2 separate regions of the Mus musculus genome follow, and region 2 is linked to region 1. The links are chromatin contacts, called in public HiChIP or PLAC-seq maps. All regions are on one chromosome and are shown on one strand. Each heading gives the region's core, a stretch centred on a gene start, on an enhancer-like site or on the middle of the called end of the contact. The rest is flanking DNA. Distances are from core to core; before and after follow the strand shown.

Region 1 (3,042 bases), core at 244-2,743:
AGGCTGGCCTCAGACTCAGAAATCCGCCTGCCTCTGCCTCACGAGTGCTAGGACTAAAGGTGTGTGCCACCATGTCCAGCTCTCTTCTCTTCTCTTCTCTTCTCTTCTCTTCTCTTCTCTTCTCTTCTCTTCTCTTCTCTTCTCTTCTCTTCTCTCCTCTCCTCTCCTCTCCTCTCCTCTCCTCTCCTCTCCTCTCCTCTCTTCTTTCTCCCTTTCTTTCTCCCTTTCTTTCTTTCTTTCTTTCTTTCTTTCTTTCTTTCTTTCTTTCTTTCTTTCTTTTTCTTTCTTTGTTTTAGATTTGCACCCTTGATTTGGGTTTAGACAAGTTGAAACAGGAACTGACATCTGGCCAGGGCTATTCCTTGGTGTTGGTGGAAGGCCCTTAAACTCTATCTGAACCCGGACAGCCCACATGGGTAACCGGCAAAATAAATAAATAAATAAATCCTTTTTTCCCCTTTAAAAAAAAAAAAAACAAAAAACTATTGGGCTGGAGAGATGGCTCAGTGGTTAAGAGGTTAAGAGCACCAACTGCTCTTCCAAAGGTCCTGAGTTCAAATCCCAACAACCACATGGTGGCTCACAACCAACTATGCCTTCTTCTATGTCTAAAGACAGCTACAGTGTGCTCATATACATAAGATAAATTAAACAATTTTTAAACTTTTTTTTCTAGCCGGACAGTGGTGGCGCATGCCTTTAATCCCAGCACTTGGGAGGCAGAGGAGGCGGATTTCTGAGTTCGAGGCCAGCCTGGTCTACAAAGTGAGTTCCAGGACAGCCAGGGCTACACAGAGAAACCCTGTCTCGAAAAACAAAACAAACAGAAGCCAGGTATTATTTAAAAAAAAAAACAGAAAACAAACAAACAAACAAAAAAACAGTATACCACAGCCAGTGAACACCACCAGGGTGGTCACCAGAGCTCTTACAACTTCAGCCAGGTTTGCATTTGGGACTTTGAGGAATCCCCTGGCATCCATAAGCCTACGGAAAGGTTCTTATCTGGACCTGGCATTTCCTATCATAGGAAATACTTCCTCAACTTAAAAGATACCAAAGATTAGGGAAATATATACGAGCTCTCTTAAAAATCCCATGCAATAAAACTCACCAAAATGAGAGCCTCCCTGTTTTTTGGAGGAAGTCCTTTAAATAGCGACAGGTAAAGGCACAGGAGACCCTTACAATCCTAACTCATGTTGTCAAGCACCTACCTAACCCAGCACCGAGACCCTGAGGAAGGGAAGACGCCCCTCGGCCGGTTTCCTGCCGAGCATAGCTGCAGTCCACCAATGAGCAGGACTTCCAATTATGGGACCTAAGAAGACTATTTTGCTTCCTGAGTAAGTGAATATGAGGATGACGGTCCTATAGACCACCTTGTTCCAGATCTCACAGACCTTACACAGGAAATCAAAGCTATTCATAAAGCCACCTCCTCCACAGCCCAGGCAGCAACCTTGACCAGTCCGATCCAGTTCATTCCTCCCTACCACTGTATGATTCCTTGTAGGAAACACAAAACCAGCCCTTGGCTCCATCTAAGCCCAACTCCCATTGGCCTCCTCTTCCTACTTAAAGATCAATTAATACCTTCCCTATTGTCTTCCCCGGGATTTAAAGTAGCCCTTCACAAGATACAACTTACTCCATCCATTACATCCCTAGGGACAGAAATCTCCCTTACCTCAATACGACTTACTAAACCCACTCTTTCCTTTCCCCCAAACTAAAGTCTCACCTTCTTCTAGAGTTTGTCCTGGAGGGGTGTCCTTTCTTTTTATTTTAAGATTTATTTATTCCTTTATATTATGAGTACACTGTAGCTAGAGCATCGAATCCCATTACAGATGGTTGTGAGCCACCATGTGGTTGCTGGGAATTGAACTCAGGACCTTTGGAAGAACAGTCAGTGCTCTCAACTACTGAGCCATCTCTCCAGCCCCATCTTTTGGGTATCCTTAACTGGCTTCGACGATGGCTCCCCCTCTCCACCAGTACCCTACAGTCTCTGTTTGATCTTCTAAAAGGATAAAAACCCCTCTTCCCCACTGGCGCTCTCTTCTGAGGCAGTTGAAGCTTTAGGCTCCTTTAATGTAGCCTTAAAGGCATGGCACTGGTTAGGTGTGATCCAACAATGCTGGTACCGATTCTTATCTTTAGCTTCTTATCTTTAACTTCTTCTCTACACTCGTAGGAGCTCTGTATCAGCCCTAGAGAATGCTAGAATGGCTCCACACCCCAGTAGGCTGTACACCTAGAATTCTGAGGTTGATGCCCTTGCTAATACGATTAGAAAGGGCAGAAATCGAGTGTAGAAGAATTCTAATCCAGCAACATGGCTGCCAAGGCAAGGGATCACATCCAAAGACCTTCTAGGTCTGTGTGACCCAGCTGCAATACAGATACACCTTCAATCCTAGGAGACAGAGACAAGCAAGCAGATCTCTGAGTTCAAGGCCAGCCTCATATAGAGCAAATTTCAGATAAAGAAAAGCTCAAGTCCAGCCATGGTGGAAGACTTCTTTAACCCCAGCACTCAGGAGACAGAGGCATGTGGATCTCTAAGTTCTAGGCAGTCAGTTCGATGAAATCACTGAGTTGAGAGGCTGTGGAGTGGAGTTCATTGAGTTCAGTTTAGTCAGTTGAGGGACTTTTAAACTGGAATAGTTTTACAAACAAGTTGGAGAGAGAAGAAGCTAGTCACAGGTGAAGACAGAATGAGGTATAAAATGAGAAGGAGCCAGAAGATTTAAAACAGATTGTCAGAAGTAGGCCAAGCAGAGCAATTCAGTGAGAAGCTGAGAGAAGCCAGATTGAACCAGTTAGCTAGGAGCGGAGTTTGGGCCAGAACAGCCAAGTTGACCCATTCAGCCAGGGCTCTGAAGAACTAGAAAGGGTGAGGTTTTTTAACAGTAAACCTAAGAGGCCGAAAACATTCTAGGCCTCGATTAGACTGTATAAACGCTAGATGAAAATTACTTCAGATGAATGAAGGTTATTTTTAGAATAGGGTCCTACAACCTTAGGAAAAGGGCC
Region 2 (3,042 bases), core at 353-2,852, 450 kb after region 1:
GAGAGCCTCCACCTCGCTGTTTATGAAAATGAGTCTTCTGACTGCCTTAGGATCAAGATGACTCTGGGCTCCTCCAGCACCATTTCTGTCTGGGTGCTGCCATGCTTCCCACCATGATGATAACGGACTGAACTTCTGAAACTGTAAGACAGTCCCAACTAAATGTTTTCTTTTATATAAAAGCTACTTTGGTCATGGTGTCTCGTCACAACAATAAAATCCAAGCTAAGATAGCAGTTGGTTCCAGGAATACCACCATGAGGTTGAGACATTGGCTGTGTGCATGTCACAACTACATTTACACAGGACTTCACTCACTCCCTACAGATAAGTGGGTTCTGGAGACCTGAACTCATGTCCTCACACTCAGAGGGCAAACACATTATTGACCAGACCTTGCCTAAATAGATCTTGAAGCTTAAACTCATAATAATAGCTCTTGATTACTTCTTGTTGTTAGCTTGTTTGGTTTATTTAAGTTAGGATTTTCCATGTTCCCCTGGATAATTTGGTCTTTTTTCCATGTAACCGAGGCTGGCTAAATCCTGTGTCAGTGTTTGGGTCTCAACCACCTGTGTATTGGGGTTGTAAGTATAAGTCATCACACTAAATTCAGTATTTCTTGGTAAATCTTTTCTTGACTTTCTCCAGACTCCCCTTTGCATATAAACACAATCAGATATCTGTGGATAAAGAGGTGATGGTAGCATCACTACTGTCCACAATGGTTCCAGAATGTTCCACTACCATCAGTATTTCCATCTGCAGTGTTTCACCCTAAACAGAATCATTTGGTCTCTTGTTCTCTCCTTGCTCTTCTCTCCCTCTCTCTGTATGCAATCTTTCTCTTTCTCTTACCCCTCCCCTCTGTTTCCTTTCCCATGGCGACTTCCCTGCCTGTATTATATAAAGAGCCTCTAGAGGAAGGGCAGCCCAAGCCCTGGGCTAGAAAGTTCAGGGCTGCTGGTGAGATGGCTCAGCTGGTAAGAGCGCTGACTGCTCTTCTGAAGGTCTTGAGTTCAAAATCCCAGCAACCACATGGTGGCTCACAACCACCCATAATGAGATCTGATGTCCTCTTCTGGTGTGTCTGAAGACAGCAACAGTGTACTTATGTATAATAATAAATAAATATTAAAAAAAAAAAAAAAGCTGGGCGGTGGTGGCGCATGCCTTTAATCCCAGCACTTGGGAGGCAGAGGCAGGTGGATTTCTGAGTTTGAGGCCAGCCTGGTCTACAAAGTGAGTTCCAGGACAGCCAGGGCTATACAGAGAAACCCTGTCTCAGAGAAGAAAAAAAAAAGAAGAAGAAGAAGAAGAAGAAGAAGAAGAAGAAGAAGAAGAAGAAGAAGAAGAAGAAGAAGAAGAAAGAAAGAAAGAAAGAAAGAAAGAAAGAAAGAAAGTAAGTTCAGGGCTGGAGTAGGAGATTGCAGGTAAGGACTGAGGGATGCTGGGAGGACTTGGAGGTCAAGCTGTTTTGATATGTAAAATATGCATCTGAGTCCCTAGGTTGGAAATCAAATGTTCACCATCCAGGAGTGCTTAGGAGAGGAAACAGAGAAGGAAGTGCCTTTGATTTTTATTCTAATTCGGGTGGTGGCTTCCCCTTTGGGGTCCTACCTCATAGTCTTTATTCAGTCTGGTGATCTGAAAAGCACTGGCCACAGGAAATGAGGAAGGGGGAGGGATCAGTGTTCCAAGGAGAAAGGGGTCACTGTTCAGATCTCTGGAAAAGGCAGTAGGCTCTTAGGGTAAACAAGGGGTTTACTGGGGCGGGGGGGGGGGGGGGAGTGGGAAGGGGTGGTGTTAAAACATTTGCCATTTTCTAATATTTGATAGGAGAGACTAGCCAAGATTACAAACCTGAAATTCCAGCACTTTGGAGGTAGAGGCTGAAGATCCTAAACTCAAGGCCTTCCTTTAGTCAGGCATGGAGGTGCACACCTTTAATCCCAGCTGGGAGGTAACGCAAGTTGATCGGAATTTGAGGCCCGTCCAGTCTACATATCTAGTCCCAAGCCAGCCAGGCTATATAGTGAGATGAAACCCTGTCTCAAAAGCAAAATTAAAAAGTTCAAGGCTATTCTTTGATATACAGCAAGTTTGATGCTAGCCTTAGATACACAAAACCCTGTTGTGCCCTAGTGGCCTTCAATCCTACTACTCTGGAGGCAGAGGCAGGTGGATCTTCCTGAGTTCAACACCAGCTTGGTCTACATAGGTCCAGGACAACCAGGGCTGTGTAGAGACCCTGTCTCAAAAAACCAACAAAAAATTGATTACATACTGTGTCTATCCAGCTATCAGTGTCTATTATCAGCTATGTTTGGTGTTAAAAGGGGAGTATAGTCTTTTTGATGCAAGTCTTTAAGACTGGACAGCAAGGTCAGAGCTGTCACTCAGAGGCCAGCTGGGGGCTATATAAAGGGAACTTTAAAAACAAAAACAACATACCTTAGAACTAATACTTGGGAGATAATGAATATTTTTGTTTGTTCTTTGAGACAGGGTTTCTTTGTGTAGACTTAGCTGTCCTAGAACTTGCTGTGTAGATCAGGTTGGCCTCAAACTCACAGAGAAGCATCTATATCTGTCTCCCGAGAGCTAGAATTAAAGGGAGGCTCTAGAGCACACCTATAATCCCAGCTCTTGGAAAGTGCAGACAGAAGGACCAAAGTTCAAGGACATCCTCAGCTTCTTGTGAGTTGGAGGCCAGCAGGGCTGTGGGGGACCTTGTCTCCAAAAACAAACATGCTCTTGACCATCGGGGCCTCCCAAGTGGAGAAACGGTTTCACAGATTAAAAACTTGAACATTGGATTATTATTATCATCATCATTATTTATTGTCAGTGTTCTATTGCTATGAAGCTATACTGTTAATCCCACTGGGCAAGAATAAGACCACCATGACAAATTTGAGCCATATTTGAAACAAACTTGATTTTTATTGGGGTGCACCAAAAACTGGCCAGTGACTGTCTCCTAAGTTGTGTTTAAGAGAGCAGCTCTAAGTCCATTTTGTGGGCACCTTTTAAAGAGTA

Evidence for each region. HiChIP or PLAC-seq counts read pairs in DNA pulled down with a chosen protein or histone mark.
Region 2: an H3K27ac HiChIP or PLAC-seq map of embryonic stem cells shows a contact between it and region 1, with 6 read pairs. The contact joins two enhancer-like sites. A contact is called at or near these places in 6 of 39 promoter capture datasets (the C10 cell line, the HPC-7 cell line, cranial neural crest and 2 more), 3 of 115 datasets of contacts at active chromatin or transcription factors (all in embryonic stem cells) and 1 of 9 other capture datasets (liver).

Annotation. Positions count from the first base shown.
Region 1 is chr10:62,905,093-62,908,134 of GRCm38.p6, forward strand. All of the region lies in intron 2 of Gm51805 (a long non-coding RNA gene), which reads left to right. Among named protein-coding and RNA genes, the nearest start is that of Gm26479, 13 kb to the left of the region's middle. RefSeq lists a cis regulatory region at 1-1,712. Within about 2 kb of position 1,494, at least 8 of the 459 cell types and tissues checked have an H3K27ac peak or open chromatin away from gene starts, as enhancers often do. A contact at or near this core is called in embryonic stem cells, where this site is marked.
Region 2 is chr10:63,359,134-63,362,175 of GRCm38.p6, forward strand. No RefSeq gene overlaps it. Among named protein-coding and RNA genes, the nearest start is that of Sirt1, 22 kb to the left of the region's middle. Within about 2 kb of position 1,603, at least 6 of the 459 cell types and tissues checked have an H3K27ac peak or open chromatin away from gene starts, as enhancers often do. A contact at or near this core is called in embryonic stem cells, where this site is marked.